Linked DNA regions of Gossypium hirsutum: regions 1 and 2 are each linked to region 3. A link is a contact called in public Hi-C data. All regions are on one chromosome and are shown on one strand. Each heading gives the region's core, a stretch centred on a gene start, on an enhancer-like site or on the middle of the called end of the contact. The rest is flanking DNA. Distances are from core to core; before and after follow the strand shown. Region 1 has its middle 16 kb from the start of LOC107908280. Region 2 holds the start of LOC107909860 (stress-associated endoplasmic reticulum protein 2). Region 3 holds the start of LOC107909855 (nuclear transport factor 2A).

Region 1 (3,938 bases), core at 1,085-3,584, 370 kb before region 3:
TTAATGGAAGAAGTGGAAGAATCTTTTCACCATCTACAGGCTTACGTCAAGGGGACCCTTTGAGCCCTTCTCTATTTTTGATTTGTAGTGAGGGATTATCAGCTTTGATGAGAATGGCTTCAGCGGCGGGAATGCTAAAAGGTGCAAAAGCCTGCAGAAGAGGTCCAGAAATTTCACACTTGCTTTTTGCATATTACTGTATTTTGTTCGGGGAAGCATCAGATAGGGGTGCTAGGGTACTAAAGGATATTTTGAAGGAATATGGAGAGTGTTCTGGGCAACGTGTTAATTTCAATAAGTCTACAATATTTTTTAGTACGAATACATCTGATGAGAAGAAGGAAAAAGCATCGGCAAAGTTGGGGGTTAGGATCTCAACAAACTTAGAACGTTACTTGGGGCTTCCGAACATGGTTGGTCGAAGAAAAAAGGAATCCTTTCAGCATTTAAAAGATAAGATTTTTACTAGGATTTATGGGTGGAGTACTAGATTGTTATCCCAATGAGGTAAAGAAGCCTTTATTAAATCAGTGTTACAGGCCATTCCAACCTATGCTATGTCGTGTTTCTTACTACCAAAGACTTTTTGTGGGGAATTTGAAAACATATTTGCTAAATTTTGGTGGCAGAAAGCGCATAGAAGAAGAGGTATTCATTGGTGTCAGTGGAAATATTTATGCCGTCCTAAAGATGAGGGTGGATTGGGTTTCAGAAATATGGCCCAATTTAATATCTCCCTTCTAGCTAAACAGGGGTGGCGTATTTTGTACAATCCAAATTCTTTAGTAGCATAAGTATTAAAAGCAAAGTATTTTCCAAAAGTTGATTTTTTAAATTCACAATTGGGGAATAACGTTTCGTATACTTGGAAAAGTATTTGGGCTACTAAGGGTGTCTTCGCTAAGGGATTATGTTGGAGGGTGGGTAAAGGTACAAATATTTCAATCAGTCGTGATTATTGGATTCCAGTTTTACCGCGTGATAGATTACTAGTTTTAAATACGAATTTGAATGATAGTAATGTTGCGGAATTAATTGATTCAAGCAGTAGAACATGGAAAAAGGAGTTGATAGAGTATACCTTTCCGGAGGATGTAGCCGACATGATTCTCAGTATCCCGCTGGCTGAAAGACCACATGAAGATTTCCAAGTATGGAGTGCTGAAGCGTCGGGTGAGTTCACAGTTCGTAGCGCCTATAAACTATTACAAAGTATTGCAAATGATCCTAGAGCTTATGCTTTACAAGCTGACTATAAAGACTTCTACAGGAAATTATGGCTACTTAATCTACCTTCAAAAATAAAAATTACACATTGGAAGATCTCTTGGAATTTCCTAGCTACTCGAGTTTAATATGCTACTTAGACGACTAACGGATACATCAATGTGTCCTCGTTGTGGCTCTAGATCTGAATCTATGGAACATTTTTTTTCGAGAATGCCCTGTTACAATATCAGTGTGGAGAGAGTTATCATTTCATAAATATGAGCAGGAAAACCAGATGGGGTTTCTACAGTGGTTAACCTGGGTTTTTACACAAAGCTTGGCATCCCAGCGTCGGATCTTCTGTGTTGCAGTATGGGCCATTTGGGGAGATAGGAATAACAGACTGCACAACAAAGGGAGTAAATCTGGAAAAGAAATAGGGAGATTTGTTAATAGCTACATTTTAGAGTTAGATTCAGTTGGTAAAAATAGTCGACAAACTTCCATAACTGTTAAAAAATGGAAAAACCAATGGACAGTTTTGTCAAAATCAATTTTGATGCAGCATATGAAAGAGGACAAAATAAAGCGGCTATCGGAGTTGTGGCCAGAGATAAAGAGGGTTCAGTTCTCTTATCTTGTTCGGAGGTTCATCAAAGGGTTTCCTCAGCCTTTGGAGCGGAAGCAATCGCGTGTCGGAAAGCTCTCCAGATCAGAGTTCACATGCAGTGGGAAAGAGTTATTATTGAAGGAGACTCTTTATCAATAATAAAGAAATGCAAAACAAAAAGCCCAGATAAATCACTGGTTAGTGCGCTTATTCATGACATCCATCAGCTTTTGTTATATTTTAAGGAATGTAAGTTCGAGCATATCCCAAGATCAACAAATAGCCTCGCGCATATTTTAGCAACTGAAGCGATTAAGATTAACAAAGGAGGTTACCTGGTCGGACGAGTCCCTGGAGTTGCAGAATTTCAAGCAGAAAACGAAAGGGTGAGAGAACCAAATTGAAGCAGGAAAAGGGAGAAATGGAGGAAAGGAATCGGAGAAGGGCAGATATCAAAGTGACTATACAAAGCTCTCGGGTGATTCAAAACGTCTTGAAGTAGAAAAGATGTTGAAGTGACAAGATGTGTATTGACTTTTAATACTGATTGGGCAGATGGAACGGCTGAATTAATGTGCTGTAGAGATTGTTTCCTTTTTTCATTTTCTAGGTGATTAGGTTTCCTTTTAGTTTGTTTTGTTTTTCCTTTCGTTGGGCCTAGTCTGGTTACTAGGCTTGCTCTATTTATTTTTCTAGGACTATTTGTGTAATTAATAGTTTAATTAAAGCCCAATCTGTGATTTATCTCAAAAAAAAATTCGAAAGAACCCATTCTTGAAAGAAACTCTGTTAAATTGTCCACGTGATGGAAGGCCATAACATTTATTTTAGGATTTAATTAGGTACATCATTCCGCTATAAGTCCAAAGTTGAGCTATAAACCATTAAAACTAAATTAACATTTATCGTTACGCTATAATATTTTTCAATAGACACCAAAAATTCATATTTATCATTAGCAAATTATGTAACACGAGAAAAATGAATATAGAAAAAATTATTAATAATTAAAATTTTTAAAAAATTAATTAAAGATGATAATTCATAAGAAGTAGAGGCAACAATAGCATTATTTGCATAAATTTTAGAATTTCTACATTTATTATTCATTTTTAATGTGCAAAATTTTATATGATGAAACAAGCCATTTATAAAACTAAAAATATATTTGCTTACAAGAGAGTTTATAGGTATTTTGGATGACAACTATAAAATAAAAATTTATAAAATTAGGCTAAATAAGTTAAGTATGTCTTATTCTTTTTTTTAGTTAGCCTTTTAGGTCGTTTTTTTTTAAATTATGGAAATAGGTCAATTTTGGAGAGAGTGTGTAAAAGCACATTCAGCTGGGGACACTTTCCTCCAACGGTCATTTTCCCTAACGACTTTTTAAACATTGGAAATGGTAAAATTATTTAAAAAGGCCAACGGTAATATTTTTTTCCTATAAATACCAAGTCATTTTTTATTCTTTTCACTCAAATCCAAGTCTCTCTCTAAACTCTCAATTCTCTCAACTCTCTCAGTTCTCTCAATTCTTACCATTTTTATTCGACATTTTCTTACACACTTTATTTAAAATACTATAGTTTTATTTAATTATTTTGTATATTCATTTCAGTTAAAATTTCAGTAATGACAAGCTCTCTAATTCGTTTCAGCAATAAGCACATTTCCACCGCTCAAGTGATAATGGTAAGGAGAAATTTTAAATTTCGTTATTTTCAATTAAGTTAAATTTAAAGTTTTTAAAATTTTAAAATATTTTATTTTTAATATAAATAGGCGGATGATTGTGTTTTGGAGGGGTTCATACATAATTTGTCAAAGAGCTCAAACACCGAAATTCATGGTTACTTACAAAACGTGGGATTCTTGCATGCGTTTTGTATGCTCGGGGGCTATAAACTCGACCCTACACTCATCAGCGCTAGGTGGAAAGATGGAGACTGGAGACACACACTTTTCATCTTCCATACGGTGAGTGTACAATCACACTCGAAGAGGTAGCTTTACAATTAGTTTACCAATAGATGGGCCAGTTGTTACAGGGTCAACAATCATTCTCGGTAAAGAGGTCCTTTGCGAGGCATTTTTGGGAAGATGTCGGACAAGTTTC
Region 2 (3,544 bases), core at 137-2,636, 310 kb before region 3:
TTCCCTACAAAACTAACAGAAAAGAAAAGCCCAATGCAAGACCAGTCTCCTCGCAATTCCTTAACACCAGAAGTGCAGACTTATGCCATACCTCCGCTGGTCGCTGTCCTGATAATCTGGAAGAGAGCTGTTACGGTGAATGTAAACGAAGTTGATCAGTAAATCATGACAGACAGGACATGCAGAAAATCTTGACTCTAAATTGTAATTATAGATATTTTAATTTAAGCAAATATCCTTGAAGATTACAATGATGAAATTAACTGAACACCAAGAAAAGCTAAACATATTACACTTTCCAACGAAGAAACCAGACAAATTATCCATACACATCGAATAAGGAAATATGATGGCAAAGAAAGAATCCTTACATGATCCAATGACGACGAATATGAAGAACCCAAGAAGCACAGGACCAACAGGATAATCCTTCCCCTTCTTTGTGGTTGTCTCAGGCACAGCTCCTCTCTTTGTTATGTTCTTTTGGAACTTCTCCACCTTTCTTTCTGCAAGACGCCTTGATGTTGTCTGCCCAAAGCAGAAAAAGTAGGGGGATAAAGTATAAATTTAAATAGAAACAAAGCAATTTTATTTTTCTTTTAGGGAATAAAAGGGTCAGGGTATCCCATGACAGGCCTGGCCTAATTTGGCGATGGATCTTAACATTTATACAAGATTTATGAGAAATATACATGACGTTTCGAATCAGTTTTGAACTGTGAAAATATAATTCGAACTGTTGACCAAAAAATAAGAGACAATTCGAACTATTTGCATATGACAGGTCAACAGTTCTAAATTAATACAATAAGGAAAAGCAATATAAAGACGAATAAATTATTCAAAAGATTTTCGAACAAATACAAGATAAATTGTGAGGCATATATATGCCATTTAGATCTATAATCGCTGAAATCTACAAACGATTTTATAAACACGCTAAAATGTAGATCCATAATCTATATTCGGAAAGGACGGAAGACAAACAAGAAGTTTATATTGGATCCACTCAGATACAAGAAGATCAAGAAAAATAATAATCAAATTAATAGGAAAAATAAATATGAAAACTGTGAAGTGAACCAATTATCAGAAAAAAAATACAAATTAACAGTTTCTTAGAAAAAGAAAATAAAAACTCACCATGATGACGGATAGATCAGATAGCCGGAGAAGATTGAAGAGAGAAAACGCAGGAAAATTGCAGGATCTCGCTAATTCCCTGCGAATTATTTTCTCTCTCGACCTCTCACTTTCTCGCGAAAATCTCCGGATTTGATAGAGGATGTCAGCTATCCGTCCGCTTTATATAGTGCTGAAGACGGAAAAATAAATGATAATTGAAGGTCACGCGTAAGTAGCGTCACCGGCTTCGCTCTCATTGGGCCTGAACCTCAGTCAGAATACGCGGCGCGTTTTCATTGGTTCTTTTTTACACGTAGACGTGTGGGATTTAAGACTTCGCTTAAATTTAAGCCGTTTGTTTTCTTTTAAAGGGTTAATTCAAGCAAACGTCCTCAAATTATGATTCAAATTCTAAATTAGTCTCTAAAGTTTAAATAATATTTTTAATGAATATCCTAACATTTTAATGGACCTCACTATACCCTTGATTCTTTTTCAAATTTTGATACTCCACTTACTTTCCTTTTTATATATTTTTATTGAAAAAATTGTGATAATGATCATACCATTCCAAAATTTTATTGCAAATAGCAGTTTATATACTATATTTTAATTTTTTTTATTAAGGTTTAAATGTATAATTGGAACTCAAATTTTTTTACTTATTTTAAATTAGTGTTTATGGGTTTTTTTCTAAATTGGTATCTTAATTTTTTTTAGGTCAACTAAATCGGTACTTAAATCTAACCCTTGATGTCATAATCTAAAAAAATATTTTTAAAATTATTTCTTTTTTTTTTCTTTAGTTTTCCCTGTGACATTTCTTCCACCCCAATTTCTTTTCTTTTTCCCGGTGACCTTTCTTTTTCCCACTATCCTTTTCTATTCTTTTCTCTACTAAACACGTTTGCTTTCAATGGCTGATTCCAATTCCTCTCCTTCACATTCTGCTATTGCTGCTGCTGCTGCTGCTTCTTTGTTTGACGTAGAAGGTACTGAGAAAATAAAGTTTCTAGACATGGAGGAAACAGGTTCAAATTCGGGCTACAAAGATTCTGATTACCCAATAGACTCGAAATGAAGAACTAGTAACTGAAACCTGACAATTAATAAAGTTTCTGGATAGTTGGATTTTTTTGTTTGTTTCCTGGGAAAATATGAGAAAGAACACAAAAAAAATAGTTTTTTTTTTGTTCACTTTGCTTTCTTTTTAGCTTCTAGGTTTATCTTTGTTTTATATTTCGAGCCTTGGTTCATCTTTTTTTTTTAATTTTCGTATTCAATTTTTTTTTTCTATTTTTTCAGTTTTTGGGTAGTTAGATTTTTTTTATTTGTTTCTTGAGAAAATACGAGAAAGAACAAAAAAAAGGGTAGATGCAGGCAACTCCATTAGATTTTTATCTTTTTACTTAATAAGTTTCTAAGGATTTAAAGCTTTTTATCGAAGAATTCATTTTGTAATTTGTTTGTTTGTTATAGTGGCTATTTATGGTGAAGAAGGATACTATGATTTGCACAATGATTTTTAAACAAATTAGGTACTATTAATTTTGATATTATTGTTTGCTTCATGAAATTGTATCTTACATTACCCTCTTTCTTCTCCTTTTTATTATCACTACTTTTCCTTCCACACAATATTTACAAATAAAACAAAATTGAGAGGTAAAGTAAAATAAACATGGTGGACATATAGCAAGCAGACGAAGTGGAAGGGCCATTACCGATAGTTTCATTTGAGACGGTTGGTCCAATTGGGTTCCCATCACAAGGTTATCTAAGATAGGTGAAAGTGTAGTTCAGCTCAGTTGGTTCAAGCCATGAGTTTTTATGGTTAGTTTGAAAAGGGGAGGGGAAGTTGTGGGAGTTGGTTGATGGTGGCTGAAAAATGGGGAGGAACATGAAAAGGGTTTAAGATATGTGATTTTGGTGGTAATTAGATGGTGAGAAAGTGAGTGAAAATTTTTGGGGTAAGAGTTTTTGACAGAAGAAAGAAGGGAATGTGAAATCATGAGTTTTTGATAGAGGAAAGAAAGTAGGAATGATGAAGAAAAAGAAAAATAAGAAAAGAAAATAAAAAGGAAAGAAAAGGGGGGGATAAAAAAAGAAAAACAAAAAGAAAAAGAGGTATAAGAGGACGTCACGTGGCATTGCACGATTGGCTAGTAAGTAAAAAGTTAACGGCATTAGACTTAGGTACCAATTTAGTTGACAAAAAAAAATTTAAGTACCAATTTGGAAAAAAAATACCATAAGTACCAATTCAGGAGAAGTGAACAAATTTGAGTATTAATTTTATATTTAACCATTTTATTAAAAAATAAGTAAACTGGTCTCTTTATGTTAGATGAATGAATGAAATAGCCTTTCTATTAAATGCTTACTTTGATATTTTATATTTAAGGCATAATAGTAAATG
Region 3 (3,484 bases), core at 396-2,895:
TAGTGGTCCCCTCTTGGGGGTAAGAATGTGTCGCTAATAGTAGGTGGCATGATGGAGAACCTATTATTAGTGGGTGGCTTGATAGGAGGGCAAACAGTAGAGGTGTCCATAGGTAGAGTCGGGTCGGGTTCTGACCGAGCCCAATCAAAATCTAAGGCTCGATTGGTAAGCTTGGGCCTTGCTCGACCCAAAAAATAAGATTAAATTTTTGTTAAAACTCGGCCCTGATTATATATATATGAAACTCAAGCTTTGATGAAATGAGGTAAGCCAATGTGTATATATATTCTTGCTTCACAAAACCCCTTAAAACGTTTACTATTTTTCTTTATTATGCTTGTTTAGAATAATATGATATAAATAAACTAATTTTATCAAAGAAAAGAAGACGACGAAAAAGAAATTGAGATGGGTGATTTTCTTTCTAAACAGACCATCCATGGCCGCCGCACCGTTACAAGTTTCTACTTTCGGAGAGGGAAGCACTGCTTCGATTAATGATAGTACTAGTCATAATAAGCCTTCCCAACTATAAAGAAAACAATCTACAAAGCAGAAGTATGGGTTTATTGTTGATAACTTCTCAACCTTCGATCAGGTTCCCTTTTTTTTTTTCTTTTTCCTCTCAACTTGAAAATAAAAGAAAAGAAAACTAGGAAGCAGGAAGAAGTAGTGGTGACAAATGAAGCAGGAAGCAGCAGTGGCGAAGAAGTATGAAGCAAAAAATAAATTTAGTCATTAAAGATTAGGGAAGGGGAAATAGAGATCGGAAAGGGAATTAGGGATTGGGAAGGGAAAAAGGAATATGAGGAACTTGGTCTGCTGGGAACAGGGTAAAATATTTAGGTTAATAAAATCAGGCTAGGCTTGGGCTGAAAAAACTTTACCCGAAGCCTAATTTATTTTTTAAATGGGCTTTATTCTTAAGTATAAATTCAATTTTCAAGCTTATATAGGTGTACGACGCGATCGATGGACTAAGTATAATGAACAAGCGGTCAGAGGCGGGTGGGGTGGCTTTCCTATGGGTGGCATGAAGTATGTTAGTGGTTGATTATGAGGTGATTAACTGGAAGTTCATCTGTAGGGGCCTCTTAGATCATTTCTCTTGGGGTTACATATCTAACCAGAGCAGGGGTATAACAAAAATGTTTATAATTTTTATATATTTTGAAATTTTTTAATTTTAAATTACTTGCTGAGTGACATACACAACAAAATAGTAGCACGGAAATTATAATGTACTTGTACATATGGTATAATTTCTAATGGTTTTGTTAAATTGTAGTGGAAATTTTTCAATTTGATAAAAACTCAAAAGATAAAAAGGGTTCAGGATAGTAAAAAGGAAAAAAAAGCAGATGCTAAATTGACAAAAGTTATAAATGTTAGAGGTTAAACTGGTAATTATACTTCAATTTTAAACGGAATTAATGAAAGAAAAGTTATCCAATGGACTGAAAATGAGTCATTCAAAAAGTAAAGATTCAATCAAACAAAAGTAATGAATTAAATCCAAACAAATTGATAAGTAGAGGGACTATTCTTAAGATTTACCAATAAATTTGCTTGGCTTAGCTGCGTTACATTGACGCAAAGAAAAGAGGGTTTATAAGAGAGGGGCCTTTCTACAGTGACTGATAAATAAAAGAAATGAAAAAAATGAAATTTAGAAAAACACTCCGGCAGGCATCCACTGTTTGATTTTGATATTAATTTTTTCATGATTCAAAATGAACCGTTGGATAAATCCTCCTATAAATACACATTATTATTTATTATTATAAATAAGAAAAAAAGAGAGAGATAAAAAAGGAAAACCCTCTCTCAAATCTTGGCTCGCCAGTCGCCTCTCTTTCTTCTTCTGCTTCTTCTTCTTCATTCTGTTGGCTGCTGCTGCTGCTTTGGTGGCGTGATTTAGAAGCCACAACTCAATTTCATATAAAGAAAAAAAAAAGAGTGAGATGGATCCAGACGCAGTAGCCAAGGCCTTCGTCGAGCACTACTACTCCACATTCGATGCCAACCGGGCCGGTTTAGCCAATCTCTACCAGGAAGGTTCCATGTTGACCTTCGAAGGTCAAAAGATCCAGGGCTCTCAGAGCATCGTGGCTAAGCTCACCAGCCTTCCTTTCCAGCAGTGCAAGCACAACATCACCACCGTCGATTGCCAGCCTTCCGGCTCCGGCGGCATGCTCGTATTCGTCAGCGGTAACCTCCAACTCGCTGGCGAGCAGCATGCTCTCAAGTTTAGCCAGGTATTTTCTTATTAGCTCAGCCATCTACTGCTGATCTTATGTGTCACTCTTGAATTCATCGGTTATATCCTTGTGTTAATTTCACGATTCCATTTCATATTGGTGGAGTGGATCTTTTAAGTTGGTGTTTTGATCTGACTGAAGTGGGAGCGGTAATCGAAATGTTCTCTATGGGATCTTAATAATGGTCCTATCTGTGATGTTTAAGCCTTAATGCTCATCGGATTTGCTTAAGATTACAGTTCCAGGAATTGCACATTTTTCATTCATTTTGCATCTATATTGATGGGATTGGTTAAAGTAAAAAAAATGTTATTTCGGCTATAAACCCGATTTCATTGTGCATAATACGTTTTGGAAGATGTGGATTTGTTTTTGGATCCACCATCTTTCCATAGAACCTGCTCCACTTTTACTTTGTTTTGCAACCTGGAACTGCACATTTACATGTTCCTTGTCATCAATTATTTGGACCCTGTCGCTCCTGGATATTCCTCTCCTCTTGCTATAAGCGTGGTGTGGGCCGTAGTTGTGTAGGTAATTGTACTATAGACTCTGCATTCAAGAGCTTGCTTTTGTTTCATTTTGTTTATTGCACCCTTTGCTAGTACTTATTTCATTTTTATACTTGTCCTTTTCGCATAAGTGACAGAGGTCCTCTCAGTGCTCACTCTGAACAATTATCTGCCATCTCCCTTGATGTTGTTTCTTGCGACTCTACTGGATATAAAAGAAAATCCACTACCACACCCCCCCTCCTCACCTGGAGACATTGATGATTTCCTTATGGTTTATGTCTTTCATTCACGTGGAGCAAACTTATATATGTGTTTCATCTATGTTGATAGTTAAACAATGTTTATCCCAGATTACATTTTTTTTGAAGTACACATTTGTATTCAACATATTTTTGGGTATAGATATGGGGATATGAGCCTCCAAGATCCTCTAAATTTTATAACTTTAGGAAATTGAATATTCAGACATCGACATTAACACCCCAATTTGAGCAACATAGTAGTTAACTGTTTTATGTTGCCTAAAATTATGAATGCAAAGACATTATGTTTTTAATGTTATGTTTAGAAAACTAATAGATATTGCATCCACCAATGCCTTGGTTCAGTTTCATTAACAACTTTACTAACCTAGGTTGTCTTTATGTTGCATTCTGCTATCAGATGTTTCATTTGATGCCAACGCCACAGGGAAGCTTTTATGTGTTG

Evidence for each region. Hi-C and Micro-C count contacts between places; a contact is called where the count stands out from the background.
Region 1: a Hi-C map of leaf shows a contact between it and region 3, with 2.4 times the contacts expected there. The contact joins the enhancer-like site here to the promoter of LOC107909855 in region 3. A contact is called at or near these places in 5 of 34 Hi-C or Micro-C datasets (all in leaf).
Region 2: a Hi-C map of leaf shows a contact between it and region 3, with 2.9 times the contacts expected there. The contact joins the promoter of LOC107909860 here to the promoter of LOC107909855 in region 3. A contact is called at or near these places in 6 of 34 Hi-C or Micro-C datasets (callus, hypocotyl and leaf).

What each region holds. Positions count from the first base shown.
Region 1 is chrD02:56,648,282-56,652,219 of Gossypium_hirsutum_v2.1, reverse strand. No RefSeq gene overlaps it. Among protein-coding and RNA genes, the nearest start is that of LOC107908280, 16 kb to the right of the region's middle. Within about 2 kb of position 2,334, at least 8 of the 9 cell types and tissues checked have an H3K27ac peak or open chromatin away from gene starts, as enhancers often do. A contact at or near this core is called in leaf, where this site is marked.
Region 2 is chrD02:56,589,210-56,592,753 of Gossypium_hirsutum_v2.1, reverse strand. LOC107909860 (stress-associated endoplasmic reticulum protein 2) reads right to left here and starts at 1,386. Exons shown (of 3, transcript XM_016837547.2): 1 at 1,144-1,386; 2 at 372-528; 3 at 1-127. The coding sequence starts at 1,146. The coding sequence ends at 81. It also overlaps the pseudogene LOC107909861.
Region 3 is chrD02:56,277,727-56,281,210 of Gossypium_hirsutum_v2.1, reverse strand. It overlaps LOC107909855 (nuclear transport factor 2A), which reads left to right and starts at 1,645. Exons shown (of 2, transcript XM_016837541.2): 1 at 1,645-2,258; 2 at 3,440-3,484. The coding sequence starts at 1,965.